2 separate regions of the Macaca mulatta genome follow, and region 1 is linked to region 2. Evidence: chromatin contacts called from public Hi-C data. All regions are on one chromosome and are shown on one strand. Each heading gives the region's core, a stretch centred on a gene start, on an enhancer-like site or on the middle of the called end of the contact. The rest is flanking DNA. Distances are from core to core; before and after follow the strand shown.

Evidence for each region. Hi-C and Micro-C count contacts between places; a contact is called where the count stands out from the background.
Region 1: a Hi-C map of liver shows a contact between it and region 2, with 2.5 times the contacts expected there. The contact joins the promoter of ARF1 here to the promoter of JMJD4 in region 2. A contact is called at or near these places in 2 of 14 Hi-C or Micro-C datasets (CD4 T cells and liver).

The regions. Positions count from the first base shown.
Region 1 is chr1:85,832,589-85,839,660 of T2T-MMU8v2.0, forward strand. It overlaps ARF1 (ADP ribosylation factor 1), which reads left to right and starts at 3,472. Exons shown (of 5, transcript NM_001193287.1): 1 at 3,472-3,512.
Region 2 is chr1:85,511,028-85,518,546 of T2T-MMU8v2.0, forward strand. It overlaps JMJD4 (jumonji domain containing 4), which reads right to left and starts at 1,308. Exons shown (of 6, transcript XM_077939134.1): 1 at 990-1,308; 2 at 627-792. The coding sequence starts at 1,251. The region is part of intron 1 of SNAP47 (synaptosome associated protein 47); the gene reads left to right.

The DNA.
Region 1 (7,072 bases), core at 2,222-4,721, 320 kb after region 2:
GCCTCTCCCAGGGCCCATGCAGTCAGAACAGCCATAATAATTCCTGTGGCATGCTCCAGGTCCTGTAGTGTGACCAGCCAGAGGGTAGGCTTTGGGTATGGGTCTGGGGGAGAAGGAAACAGGGCCAGGCAGAGGGGACAGCAAGGTCCTATCCCCGCCTCACCCCCCAGAGACGTCTTTAAGGGTATGAATTCTTCCTGCCACAGGTCTTAGCGGTTGAGTGTTTGGACTAAGTCCTGAGCGTGACGAGAAAGTACTGATTCTGGTGGAGGCAGTGCCACCCCGCAGAATGCCCTGGCATCTTGCAGTATGATTCTCCAGCTTTAGCCCATCTATAGTCTCCCAACAGAGAGAGCCGGCAGAGCAACCATGTGGGAGACAGAGTGGGGCAGGAAATCCAGAGAGGAGAACTCTGTCCTGGGATGCCTGGTGTAGTAGTGAGCTGCCCATCACTGGAGGAATCCAAGATAACATTGCAGTCTGCAGAGGCACCAAAGCGCTTGTTCCCCAAGAGGGAGGGCAGGGCTGGGGAAAGACTAAAGGTGTTGGCAATAAGCAGACTTGGGCATGGAGTAGTCAAGCTTCAGAGGGGTTTCATCCTAGCTGGGTGACATCAGGTACATGTGAGACCTCTCTGAACATCTGTGACCTGGCTCAAATGCCGCACACTTCATAGTCCTGCACTCAGAGGTTGACCAAAGTGCCTGCCAGGCCTGAGGTGGGCTGGGGTCCCCTTCACCTAGCCACAATGGCTGCCTACTAGGTCTCCAACATGGGTATTCCCGCTTCTTTGCTCCAGACAGCTCATCTGTCCCTCTAGCCGCATTCCCTAGGAGGCCAGCCCGTTCCGTTGTTTGGCATCCGTGTCTCTGACCTGGTTCTCAGGTGCAGCCACCCCCAGAAGAGAGAAGCCCAGCCCCACCTGAGCTGGCATCTTTGAGACTGACAGCGGAGGCAGCCACAAAGGCTGGAGGGTCCCTGTCCAGCCTGGCCCCCAATGCCCTCCCTCTAGCCAGCTCATCCCACCCCTCTTGGCTAAACCTCATCTGATCCCAGGGACCTCAGAGTAGAGAGAAAGGGATCCCTACTCCCTAGGCAGTGTTGGGAGAGCACCAGGGCCTCAATTTCCCCAGGAAATCACTGCCTGACACTTCTTAGCTCCCTAGTGGGTCTCCTTCCAGGGGCAGAAATCTGGGTGTGACTACCTGGGCTCCCCTGCGCCTGTCTGGCTTGAAGACATCACTTTTGTCCTGGTGGTGGTGGGGAGGCCAAACCAGGAGCACAGAATCAGCGGAAAGGGACTTTTTAAAAAATTATTATTATTTGCAGACAGGGTCTCACTCTGCCACCCAGGCTGGAGTGCAGTGGCAGAGTCCTAGGTCACTGTAACCTTGAACTTCTGGGCCCAAGCGATCCTCCCACCTCAGCCTCCCAAGTAGCTGGAACTACAGGTGTGTGTCACCATACCTGGCTATCTTTGTAAAATTTTTGTAGAGATGGGGTCTCATCATGTTGCCCAGGCTGGGGAAGGTACATTTCTTAACCCTAGGGCTGTGTATACAGAAATCCATTTTATTACTTTTTAAACTGTGCATGTATCTGACATACACTCTTTCCTGTCTGCATTTTTTCACATTTAAAATAAAATATTTTAAAGGGGCCAGGCACGGGGGCTCACACCTGTAATCCCAGCACTTTGGGAGGCCAAGGCGGGTGGATCACCTGAGATCAGGAGTTCGAGACCAGCCATGGCCAACATGGTGAAACCCTGTCTCCACTAAAAATACAAAAATTAGTTGGGCGTAGGGGCAGGCGCCTGCAATCCCAGCTACTTGGGAGGCTGAGGCAGCAGAATTGCTTGAACCCAGGAGGCGGAGATTGCAGTGAGCCAAGATTGTGTCACTGCACTCCAGTATGGGCGACAGAGCAAGATTCCATCTCAAAAAAAGAAAAAAAAAAATAGAGTATTTTAAAGGAAGGGGAAGCAGGCTCTGGTTCCCACACAATCCCCACTCAGTGACACTGGAGCCACCCCTGGCCATGCTCTGCCATCAGAGAACCAAAGCCAGGTCCCTTCAGCCCTAAAGTGGCCATAACCACATGTATCCCCCATGAAATGTCCGAGCATGGTCCAGTTCTGGCTGAGCGGGAGAGGCAGCACAATCAGAAGGCTCCACAGGCATCCACACCCCTCCCTGGGGCTTTCCAAGAGTATCTGAGATGCCTGTAGGGTGGGAGGGAGACATCCTTCCCCTAAACAGACAACCTGCCGCAGCTTCACAGAGGTGAGATTTCAGAGGGGAGCCCCAGGCAGAAAAAGGGACTGAATTTGGGGGCAGGAGGGTCACCACTTCTGGGGTCCTTCGAAGCCCCCGCAGGTGCAGCCCTGGGGGAGAACTCCGACTATCGCAGCCTGCAGTGGCAGTGAGGATGCCCTGCCCAAGGGGCAAGCAAGGTAGGTGATGGCGGCAGCAAAGGGGCGCAGGAGGCCTGGGCCAGGCCCAGTGACCCCACCCCTCAGGCCCTGCCCCCGGGCCTCCCCCTGGACAAATCAGGTTGATTCCCGACCTCCAGAATACCCAGAGAACTGTGCTGCACGGACGCTCTCCCACAAGCCCAATCCCTCACAGCTGCACAAGGGAAGAGGCAAGAAGACCTGAGGGTGGTGGGCAGAGCCAGGCCTCTGTTCCCTTCTGACCAATCCAGGAGGGCTTCCTGGGAGCGGGGTCTCCTCCGCCTCAACTGGATCTCAGCTGAAAGGCCAGCTCATTAGAGACCGCTGTGACCTCCCTTCTGGGCACCACCCCCACAGCCCCGGCCTCCCCCCGGGGTCCCCAGGCCACCTCCTCCTTTGCTTCATCTGTAGCCAACTCCCCGGCATGAGCCCAGGCATGAGCCCGCGCGAGTCACTGCGGCCGCCGGGGCGCCGAGGCCAGTGCGGGGACATAGCAGGCCTCCCTCCTTCGGACCTTCCGCCGAGGCCCCGCGAGTGCCACAGGTTTCCACAGGGCCGGGGCACACGGACCCGCGCAGCCTGGGAGCCAGGGACCCCAATCCCAGCGAAGGGGCGCCTCGCACCCCAGTCCTCACGCGGTCCCCGAGGGCTCGCGGTGACTGCCGGGTCGGGGAGGAGGAGGGTGGCAACCCGGCCCCGCCGCTCCAGTTGCTGCAGCAGCCCCCCGGGCCTCAGTCTCCGAATCTGCCAAACGGGCGTGTGGCAGCCACAAGGTGTCTTTTCGGAAGACTCACAGGCGCAGGCGCAGACGGGTGCGCACCCCTAAGGCGCGCGCGAGCTAGGACCTCGGCCCGGGGCTGGGTGTCCCCGGCCCCGCCCCCTGCAGCCCTTCTGGAGCCAGCGCGCCTGCGTCGCGGGCGCACGGGGGGCGGAGCTCCCGGCGTCTCCGCCTCTTACCCGACGTTCCCCGCGCCCGCAGGCGCTGACGTGGCCGCCGTCAGAGCCGCCATCTTGTGGGAGCGAAACCAACGCCTGGCTCGAAGCAGCAGCTTCTGAGGTGAGGGCGAGGGGCGCGGGTCGGTGTGGGCCGCACACAAGTTGGAGCCGGCGGGGTCTGGGGACTGGCCTCGGGGCGACTTGAGGTTCGCGAAGGGCACCTCGATCCCGGCGGCGGCGGCGGCGACAGGGCCGGGCCGGGGGCGGACGAGGACGGGCCGGGCTGAGGCTGGGGAGTCGGGGCTGGGAGGGCGGGCGGGTCGGTGAGCTCCTCGCGCCCCTCACAGGTTCCCGGAGTCGCCCGCGGCCCCTTGTCCTCCTCTGCCAGTCCCTGCCCCCGCCCGTCGCCCGGAAGTCAGCCGGGACGCCAGGCTCTTCTCCAGGAAACCTGGGCTTCCTGCTTCCCTCACCTCTGCCCCTCACGTTTCCCGAGGCCGCCCGCGCGTGGAGGGTTGGGGTTAGCGGTCTCGGGGGCCGGTGGGGGTTGTGGGGCCTCCTCCACCCGAGTACAGGCTAGCGAGCGGCATCCGGGCGGACCGCTGCCTCGGGGACCGGGAAACTGAGGCTCAGGCGGCCCCAAGACACCGTCAAGGTCACGTAGGTGGTGGGGGCTTGCACCTTCGCCTCCCGACTCCATCCAGTTCGTGTTTCTTCTGAGGAAGGCACTGGGTCAGGGGCGGTGAGAGCGAGCGGGCGGGCAGTGGACAGGGACCCTGCGCCTTTCCCTGTCTGCTGAACGGAATGCGTGGACCTCCGGGGAAGCCCAGAGTGCCTCCCTTCACAACAGTGAGACGCGATTTGGGGTCAGTATGAAGTCTCCGGTGGCTTCCAGAGGGCCGGTCGATGTTCGCTTTAACTCCAGGGTGGTTTCCTTGACGTTGTCGGCAGTAGATAAGAAGGCCTCTTTTGAGCTGGTGAATCTTTAACTTGCCTGCGGAACGACCTGCTCGTAGACTCTAGGCCGCAGAGGCCGGCCCCAGCGCTCTCTCGGGGCACAGCCTGGGTGGTTACGGCTTGTGAGATTGGGTCTGTACAGCCGTGCGCACCTAGAGTGTTAGATAACCATTCCGACGGCACTTCCTGGCGGACTCCCTTTCCGTCCAGGCAGCCAGTTGCTGCTTTGCAGGAATTGAGCAGAAATGCGCTCGGAATCGCGGGCAGAAAAAGAAGGGAGGTCGGAGTCTTTGGATGGTCCCCGAAGTCGCCGCCTAGTTTAGAGCTGTAGAGTTGGTGCCACTGCCCCTATTGGAGTGGGCAGTTGTATTTCTTGTTTCAGAACTAGTGGTCAGCAGTTTTCTCTGCCGCCGGTTGTTGCAAGGCTGGTGGTTCTGGCGTTTTCCGCAGTGTGTTGGGAGGAGTGTGAGATGCCGAGGTGCGGTTGTGTGCGGCCCCTGTGGCCCTCTGCTTTTGCGTTAGCCATTGTCTAACACGTGTGACTGCATGGATGATGTCCTCATTTAATTTGAATTTTCACCAGCACTACCAAGGTAGCCAGAACCATAAGGTCCTGAAATGCCGTACTATTAGCTGGGTCCAAAATTGAGAAGAATTGAGTAGTATAAATGTTAGTATACACATCTGATTGGCCACATTGTTAGAGGTGTGTTGTCCACGTTTTCACATGTTGGTAGACCGGAGAATATCTGTCACTTGTCTTTAGGTGTATCTTGTTGAAAATAAATCCAAATCATTGCAGCAGTAGGAATATGCTGTTGCCTGTCAGGCAGTTTTTCAGATTTGCTAGTTGAAAAAGATTTGAAACAGTTGGTTTGGACAACAGCTGAGTCACAGAATGACTGTGAGTGAAAAGCAAAAACTGGTTCTGTGCCCCTCACAGTTCTGATTTTGTACATCATGTAGTCTAGCTATGCGCTGTACCTCTTGCACAATATGGAGAGGACATTCAGACATCTTCACCTGCTCATCTGCCCCTACAGACTGGACAGGCTTGAAACTATAGCTTCGAAGATGCATTTGGCCTTTCATTTTTCACTTCAGTAAAATTTAATATGGACTGTCAGCTGCTGCAGTGATCATAGAAGTAGACCTAACTAAGAGAAAAAAACCTGTTGTGCAAGTTCACACGCAAAGTATATGACTGTGGTTTCAGAGAGTTGAAGCAGTTTTTTCTAGATTCTTCAAATTAAATGTCTCATTGGTGTATTTAAACCAGCTCTTACTCACAGGCCATGCTCACCAAGCTTTTGTACACACTTCTTCCTGAGCTGTGACCATTCTCTTGAGCAAGAGGCTGCAGCCAGCCTGGGCTGGCAGGCCCATACTGTCTCTCATAGGCATTCTGTCCTCTCCCCCTGACCTTTCACCTCGGTAAACTCAAGAGGGTGAAAGGAAGTAGAGTGCACTGTCAGAGGTAATTGGGAGAGAAACAGGAAAAGGCCTTGCAGTGGGGATCTTAAATTATGAGAACTTGTGTTTTCTGTGTTGTGCCTGCTCCTCATTGGTGTGGTTGGTTGGTAGGGGTATCCTGCCTGTAGCATCTGAAGTGGTCTTTTGGAAAAGGTTTAGCCCCTTCATGTTGGGATTCCAGGATTTGCCTTCATCCTCAGGTTCGTATTTTCCTGTGGTTGTTATAAACTCTTTAAGGCATAGTTGCACTTATCACCTTACAGCTGTGCAGGTGCCCAGCACCGTCTTGGAAGGTAGTTTCACATTCTCAGGTGGGTCAGATGACCTTGTTAGCAACTTGACAGACATGTCCTGGATGTTTTTTGTTCCCAAGAGGCTCTCAGGTCCTCCCCCAGGGTCCTGTCACTCAACCATCTACAGGGATGAGAAGACAGTAAGGCTGGCTGATTAGCCATAATGTCCTTGACTAATCCTGGTTTCCTGGTTCTCACACAGTGGTAACAAGGGCTTGCAGCCGGTTGTCAGCCAACAGACTGGGAAAGGTGGTGCTTCTTACAGGCCCTGATAACAGGAAAAGCCTAAATGACATCAAGAGAAGAGACAGGGAAAGCATAAAAGGCAGATTTTCACAGGCACAGCAATTGAGAATGATTCTGTTTAGAAGGCAGACGTTCTCCCACACCCCGGAGGCCCAGGGCTCACTGTTAGTGTACAGCATGAAGTGAACGGGAGACTTGATTCAGTCCATGAACATTTCAGGAAGTTAGAAGTCTGTAGTTGTGGATTGCAAAATACATATCTGGCCTGCCTCCCATTTCCTGCCATACAACTACTAAAATACTTGGAATCTCCAAAGTGATGATGTCTTTTTGTACCCTAATGAGTTGACCAGTGACGGGCAGCCCCTACGAAACTTCAGGGTAGGGCTAGTCACGGGGCCAAGGTAGGATTAGAGGGTTTCAGCCCCACCCTCCAATTTCCCCAGAGTGGAGAGGGACTGAAGATTGAGCTGGTCACCAGTAGCCAATAATTTAATCAATCACACTAATATCATGAAGCCACACTTTTGCCTTCAGTAGTTAACAGCATCTACAGCCCCGTGTTTCCACATTTGTACAAAGGAATGTTCAGACTGAACCACACTTAAGTACAATTCTGAAATAGCATGAAATTCCTTGTTGATGGGAAATACCCAAAAGGCCTGCCTGGGCTTTCAGAGAGCTTCCAGAAAGCTGAATTCATGGAGGTTCCTGG
Region 2 (7,519 bases), core at 58-2,557:
CTGTGAGGAGGGCGCAAGGGCACCATCGACAGCACGTGAGGCACGAGGACTAGGGCAGCACGAGTGGGGCAACTGAGATCACTTGGCTTCAGTGGAGCTTTCAGATGGCTGCAGCCCCCAAAGAGCCCCAGCACCTACTCTGAGCCAGCTGCTGGTGGGGGAGTGGGGTGGGGGCAGTCTGACCACAATGGTTCTGCTTATGAAAAAGTACTGATCATGCCTATAATCCCAGTGCTTTGAGATGCTGAGGTGGATGCATCACTTGAGCTCAGGAGTTCAAGAACAGCCTGGGCAATATGGCGAAACGTAGTCTCTTAAAAAAAAAAAAAAAAAAAAAAATAGCCGGGCGTGGAGGTGCATGCCTGTAATCCCGGCTACTAGGGAGGCTGAGGGGATCTATCTCAAAAAAAAAAATAAAATAAAATAAATAAAACATACTGATCTCCCAAAGAAGAACACTTGCAGCCATGCGGAAGACAATCCAGTTTCTTTTAAACAGATTAAAGTGCCTCATGGGGAAAAATAGTTCCTCTTTGTGCAGCCGGGGGCCACCTTCATCAGAAAGGCCTCTGGGTTCCCGCAGCGCTAGGGAAGGCAGCGCCTCGGTGCGTCCCAAACCCCATTACCTGCACAGGTGCCAGTCTTTGAGGTAGAGACAGCCCCTGGGAGAGGAGTAGCCCCCCTCGATGTACTCTTTCCAGTAGGTGATGTAGTCTCTGAGAGGCATGTGCTCTTTGGGGTTCGAGTTGTATTCTTGGACCCCACAGTTTGCAACTGGTACAACCACGTCTCCTGAAATGAAAGTCAGGGACGGTCCATGCCATCTCCCTGGGCCCCGTCCTCACTCCAAACCGTCTGCAGAGGAACTCTCCAGGGCCACGCGCCTGGCCCCCCTCACCCTCCCTGGTGCCCTCTCTAGGCAAAGGCCTCCTGGGCCTGGGTCCCGCCGGCCTGTCCTCCCCGCCCGGGGTCTGTGCCCGCCGCCCCACCGTAGGTCCGTAGCAGGTGGTCGAAGTCGGGCCTCCCCGCGGGCGTCACCCAGCGCCGCCGGCTGCCCCAGCCCTGCGTGAAGGCGCTGGAGAACACGCAGGGCAGGTTGGGCAGGAGGAAGCCCCGCACAAAGTCGGCGTAGGAGAAGGCGCCCGGCTCCGAGACGAAGGCTACCCGGCCTGGAGCCTGGCCGACGCCGGGGACACCACCCCCCAGGCCTCGGAAGTGGCGGTCAGCAAGGGCGAGCGTCTCGCGGTCCATCCAGCTCCGCACGGGTCGAAGGACCCTCCTCCTCACTTCCGCCGGAGCGGAAACGGTAAGGACCAGCCTCGAAACCAGAAGACAGAGAGCGCCGCGTTTCCGCCCGACCAGCCCCTGGGGCTTCGGCCCTACACGCATGCGCGCGGCTCGCCGCTGTCTTCACTGCGCAGGCGCCGAGGGGTAGAGGCGCCGCGAACGCCTGTGGGTCACGTCTGGCTTTTCCCAGGTGAGCGACAACGGTGGTCTGTTTGGGGCCCGGCCCAAGCCGTAGCGTACTCCCTCGGCTCAGTCCGCGCGCTGTGGCTGACACCCCGAGTCCTCCTTCCCACATCCCCGGGGGGTGGGGAGTATGCGGGCTGCGCTGGAAGAGGGGCGGAGACAGAGGCGGTTCTAGGGGTGGGAGTGCGGTGGTGCGGGGGCGCCCATGGATGGTGGGACCCAGAGGGAGAGCTGGGGGGCCCTGGAATGGTGGGATCTGGCGGACATGGTAGGGTCCTGGAGGGGACGGTGGGGACCTGGAGAGGACGGTGGCACTTGGAGGGGATGGAGACAGTGGGGATCTGGAGGGGACGGTGGGACCTGTAGTGGATGGAAAGAGTTGGGACCTGGAGGGGATGGGAAGAGTGGGGACCTGGAGGGGATGGTGGGATCTGGAGGGGATGGGGAGAGTGGGGACCTGGAGGGGATGGTGGGATCTGGAGGGGATGGGGACAAGTGGGGACCTGGTGAGGACGGTGGGGACCTGGAGAGGACGGTGGCACTTGAAGGAGATGGGGACATTGGGGACCTGGAGGGGACAGTGGGGATCTGGAGGGGATGGTAGCACTTGGAGGGGATGGAGACAGTGGGGACCTGGAGGGATCAGTGGCACCTGGAGGGGACAGTGGGATCTAGAGAGGATGGTGGGGACCTGGAGGAAAATGGTGGGGGGGGGGGCTGGAGGGGGCAGGGTAACCTAGATGGGAGAATGGGGCCCACAGAGGACCTGGAGGGCATGGCAAGGGGCCCCAGGGGATGACGGGTGTCTGGAGAAGATGGTGGGGAATGAGGGAGGGTGTGAAATGAAGGTGTGGTGGGAGTGTGGGTAGGCATTTGGGGCTGTGTACACATGAGCGGGGCTGAAATGGGAGGACGTTGGAGTAGTGACATGAGTAGTGTTTTGCCAAGCTTACAACTGGAGTTACCCCAAAAGTGGTGGCAAGGGAGTTTCCCACACTGTCCTCAGGTGGGACCAGTTGGGATACCAAAGAAAGAAGTGCTAAATGCATGGTGAGCCCAGGGCGGTTTTTTTGGTGGGGGATAGGGGGGAGACAGGGTGTGCAGTGGCGCAATCACAGCTTACTGCAGCCTCCACCTCCTGGGCTTGACTAATTCTCCTGCTTCAGCCTCCCAAGTAGCTGGGACTACAGGCATGAGCCACTATGCCCAGCTTAGTTTTCTGGGTTTGTTTTTTTTTTTTTTTTTGTAGAGACAGGGTCTCTGTGTTGCCCAAGCCAGTGTCGAACTCTTGGGCTCAAGCGATCCTCCTGCCTTGGCCTCCCTGAGTGCTGAGATTACAGGTGTGAGCCACTGCGCCAGGCCCTGCCTAGAACTTTTGTTAGGGGAACTTTCATATAGAGTGGGCTGCAGCAGTCCTCGAGATGGGCAGTAAGGGAAAAGGGATGTCCTGCCTAGGTATGTCTCTTGGAAGAGGGATGGGTTATGCAGTTTATAGGAAGGTTTCAGGAATTTGGCTCAGGGCCAAGGTCATTTTCTTTGTAGTAAACCTAGATCCTTTCTTCCATGCCTGGAAATGTTCAAGGCCCTGGATTGGGTTGAAGCCTGGTGGGGAAAACCTGTGGTTGGGGCACAGAGGGGTCAGGGTACTCTGTGATTTTCAGCCAGGACACAGAAGTGGGGGCCAAGGGGGACCCTGTGTGATGTATGTCTTGGTGTGCTGGAGAAATCAGCTCAGACCTACCCACATGGATGCAGAGGGGAAGATAGCAGATTTATTGCCCATGAAGCCTGGCAGGCTGTGTGCGCATAGGCGCTCTGTGAGAGAGTGCAGAGTCTGGGCAGCATTTCCCAGGCATCTTGACAGGGAGACGGAAGGAGGAGCAGTTAGAACCGCTCATCTCTCGCAGAGAAAGGAGAGGCAGCTTGTGCTGGTTTGCACACAGTGAGAGGCCTTTGAGTTAGGTTTGGAGGTCTGATGACAGTCTAGGGGCCATCAGACCGTGACTGTGTCTTGTAAAATGTGGACACTGGGCTGTCTCATTCCAGACCAAACAGGCATGCTAAGGGAGAGAGGGGCACCTGCCTTCCCTTTATGAAGCAATGGAAATGTTTTATTTACCCTTATGAGTGGGGATACGGGAGGTTCTAGGAGTGCTGGGGCTCAGCCTTGCTGGAAGACTCTTTCCAAGGGGTGTGAGGTTTACCCAGGAGAACAGGGAGGAGCAGAAGAGGGAGGACCAAGGTCTGAGGAGTTGGAGGGAGGACTAGGAGGAAAGTGAGTTTTGGGAGTCTGAGTCCAGGTAAAGGTGGGTTATGGGGGCAGGGACAGGAGGTGGAGAGTTGTTTTGGGGATTGTGTGATTCAGTGTGTGCTATGGTCCCTTCCTGGTCAGCCCCATTGTGACTTGTGTGGTCACGGTATGCAATCGTTTATTGGTTTTTTTTTTTTTTTTTACACTAGAGAATCAGAATGTCTGGAGAAGTTACAGTGCGGAGAAAGAATCACCTCCAGTTCCATCCAGAGACGAGTGGGTTTTTTTGGTTTGTTTGTTTGTTTGGTTTTTGAGATGGCATCTTACTCTGTCGCCCAGGCTGGAGTGCAATGGCACGATTTTGGCTCACTGCAACCTCCACCTCCCAGGTTCAAGTGATTCTCCTGCCTCAGCCTCCTGAGTAGCGGGGATTACAGGCGCGTACCACCATGCCCGGCTAATTTTTGTATTTTTAGTAGAGACAGGTTTCACCATGTTGGTCAGGCTGGTCTCGAACTCCTGACCTTGTGATCTGCCCGACTTGGCCTCCCAAAGTGCTGGGATTACAGGCATGAGCCACCACGCCTGACTGAGATGACCAGTTTTTATTTCCTGGTGCAGAGCTGGCTTTTCCACGTTCCTTCACATTCATTCATTCCTTCATTCTCGCTCTCTGCTCTTCTGTCCCCCCAGTCCTTGCCTATACGTTCACGCGCATGTGCACACACACACACACACAGAGTCTCTTTCTCCATCGTGTATGATATACATATGTAAACTTTTGCTGCTTTTAGCCTTTTGTTTTTTACTTGACAATATGCTGTAGCATCTTGCCACATATTGACCTCAATATTGACAAATTGACCTTAATCGACCTTGGTCCCTGGTCCGCAGGGTGCCCCCTGGGGTCAGTGTCACTGCTGTATACACAGGAGGCCTGGAGTGTTATCAGCCCTCATGGAACTGGAACACAGGCTTGTGTCACCCAGAGCCCCCTAGGTCAGCCCTGGGATCGCTTGGGAATGGCAAGAAATCCACATTCTTGGGCCCCACACAGTACTCCATTAGGTTGTTTTTATTGTTTTTGTTTTAAGACAGGGTCTTCCATTGTCACTCAGGCTGGAGTGCAGTAGTACAATCTTGGCTCACTGCAACTTCTGCCTTCTGGGCCGAAGTGATCCTCCTACCTCAGCCTCCCAGAGTGCTGAGATTACAGGTGTGAGCCACTGTGCCTGGCCAGGAGGGGTTTTAAGTCAGCACTTTGGAGAAAATGCAGTACGCTTTGTGCCGAATGTGTGCTCCTCTGTCACTGTGTTGAATGCAAACAGCTCCAATGAGCGTATCTGCACCTTATGGCTAGAGTTGGGAACCTCTGAGGGAGTGGAAAGAGGGTCTGGGGAGGAGGGGAGGGGAGCCTGGAAAGATTGGCTGCACCCTACCGCCCCTGTGGGCACACACAGCCACCACTGTTCTCTCTGAGCTTCTTGGTCGCGAGTTAGTGGAAAGTGTGCAAGATGTTTGTTCTGTGACTGTGGAAATTAACTAAAAATAGGTTGTTTACTGGATACTGAGCCTCACTCAGGGAATCCTTGAGTGATGGAAATGCTGAAAGAGACCCATTGTACAGATTGTCCTGCGTACTGAGCCATCCCTGTGCTGCAGACTTCCTCCTCAAGAGCGTCACTTGTGTGGGTTGGCTGCAGACACCTTTGGGCCCCTGGCCATGACCTCCCTCGAGAATTCAGCTGTGTGTTCTCAGGGTCAGCATGGGTCTCCAGGCCCATACCTGCACTGGAGGAGGCAGGTTGCAGATTGCAGCAGGCAGGGACACCGGGAGGGCTCCAGGACTTAGCCTAATTGCAGAACTGTGTGGTACAGGAGGGCATTGGCACAGCCCTGTTTCCATGTGGTGTGGTTGTGGTCGACTCAGCACAAATTCACTGGGTGCCTATGGTGTACAGCAGGCCTTGCGGCCCTCCCATGACAGTTGCCTTCTCTAGTGTGACAGTCATGAAAATACCAGCTCTCTTGAGTTTTGCTTGGGCCGTGGTTGGTGACAGTGCCTTAGGAAGGTGAGGAAGCCCTCTGAACAAAGACCTGAGGAGTGGAGCCACCAATGAGACTTCCTGGCATGGAAAGGCTGCTGGGAGCAGAGGGCAGGGGGAGGCCAGGGCGGGGAGGCCACACGTCCCGCAGAGCCCAGGAGGCTGTGGTGAGGAACTTGGATCCCATTCCAAGTACACAGGGAAGGGCTTTGGGCAGAGAAGTGACATATTCTAATTCTGTTCAATGACTGTCTCATTGACTGCTGGAGGGGGAGTGGGTGATGGGTACAGCATGAGGTCAGGAGGTTGCCTGAGAGGTTGTCCAGGTGTGGAGAGAGGGAGGACTGCCTTGGATGGTAGAACTGTGGAAAGTAACTAAAAGTAGATTGTTTCCTGGATATTGAGTATCACTCAGGGGTCACACATATGATGGAAAGACTGAAAGAGAACCATTGTACAGATTGTAGTGTGTGATGAGTGAGTCCCTGTGACTACGACTCCTTCCCCAAGTGTGTTGCTTGTGCTGGTTGGCCCAGACAATACCTGTGCCAGGTCAGTGGCGTGGTCTTGGGGTGGAAGGCGGGGACACAGCTGCCAGGACATGCTCATGGCATGTTTGTGAGGGGGAGGAAGAGAGGAGTCAGAAGTCCTGGGCCGGTGGTGCCTTTACTGAAAGAGGAACCGACTCTGGTGCTGCTACACTGGGGTGCCCATTAGGGGTGGTAGGAGATGCCCAGCAGGTGATAGGAGAGGAGCTGAAGGAGGGGCTGTGAAGTTGGGGTACCCATTAGGGGTGGGGGCAAATGCCCAGTGGGTGATAGGGGAGGGACTGTGAAGTTGGGGTGCCTGTTAGGGTCGGGGACAGATGCCCAGCGGGTGATAGGGGAGGGCCTGTGAAGTTGGATTGCCCGTTGGGGTTGGGGCAGATCAGCGAGTGATCAGAGGTCCAAGTTTGAAGCGTGAGGGAGTCTGGCTGGAGTGGGTGTTTGGGAGGTAGCGGCTTGTGGGTGATGTTGAGTTTCTGGCCTGTGTTGTCTCACCTGGAAAAAGAGGGTGCAAGGAGGAGAGGTTGTGCCCTGTGCAGTCAGGTACATGAGGAGGCCAAGGCCAAGGAGAGTGGATGCAGGCGCTCATGGAAGTAGGGTTGGAGACCTGGAGAGGGTAGTGGCCAGGGAACCAGGGTTCAGTGACTCTCAGCAAGGCCCCTCGGCTCAGGGACCAGGTCCAGCTACCACGTTTTTGTAAGTGAGGTCCCGTGGGGCAGCACACCCTGTGTTGGTGTCTTGTGTGTGGCCACTTTCATTCCACCCCAGCAGAGCTGTGTAGTTGTGATGGAGACCATGCATGGTCCTTCACGGAGAGTGCAGTGCCTGGCATGGGAGGGCCGGAGAGGTCTTGGGGCTGAGAGAGAGAGGGTGGGATCAGGGCCCCAGGAGGAGGGTCTGGCGTTGGAGGTGAACAGGGACCATGTTCTCCCCTGGCCTCTGTGTGGGGCCAGGCGTGTCGTCGGGTAGGGGAATGGCTGGCCAGCGTGGGGGTCGTGTCCAAGATTGGGCTGCTTCTGATGTTCCGTGGGGTGTCCTCACTTCTGTCCTTGCACTGCATCTCCATTGGCTAAGGTTTTCTGGGAATGAAGCCCTGGAAACCTGCAATTGGAAAAGCATGGCTACAAGTTTCTCTTCTGGCTTCTTCCTGGGTTGTTGTCAAACTTGAATACTTTCCTTGTATTTATTGTTTAAAATGTGGTGATGAG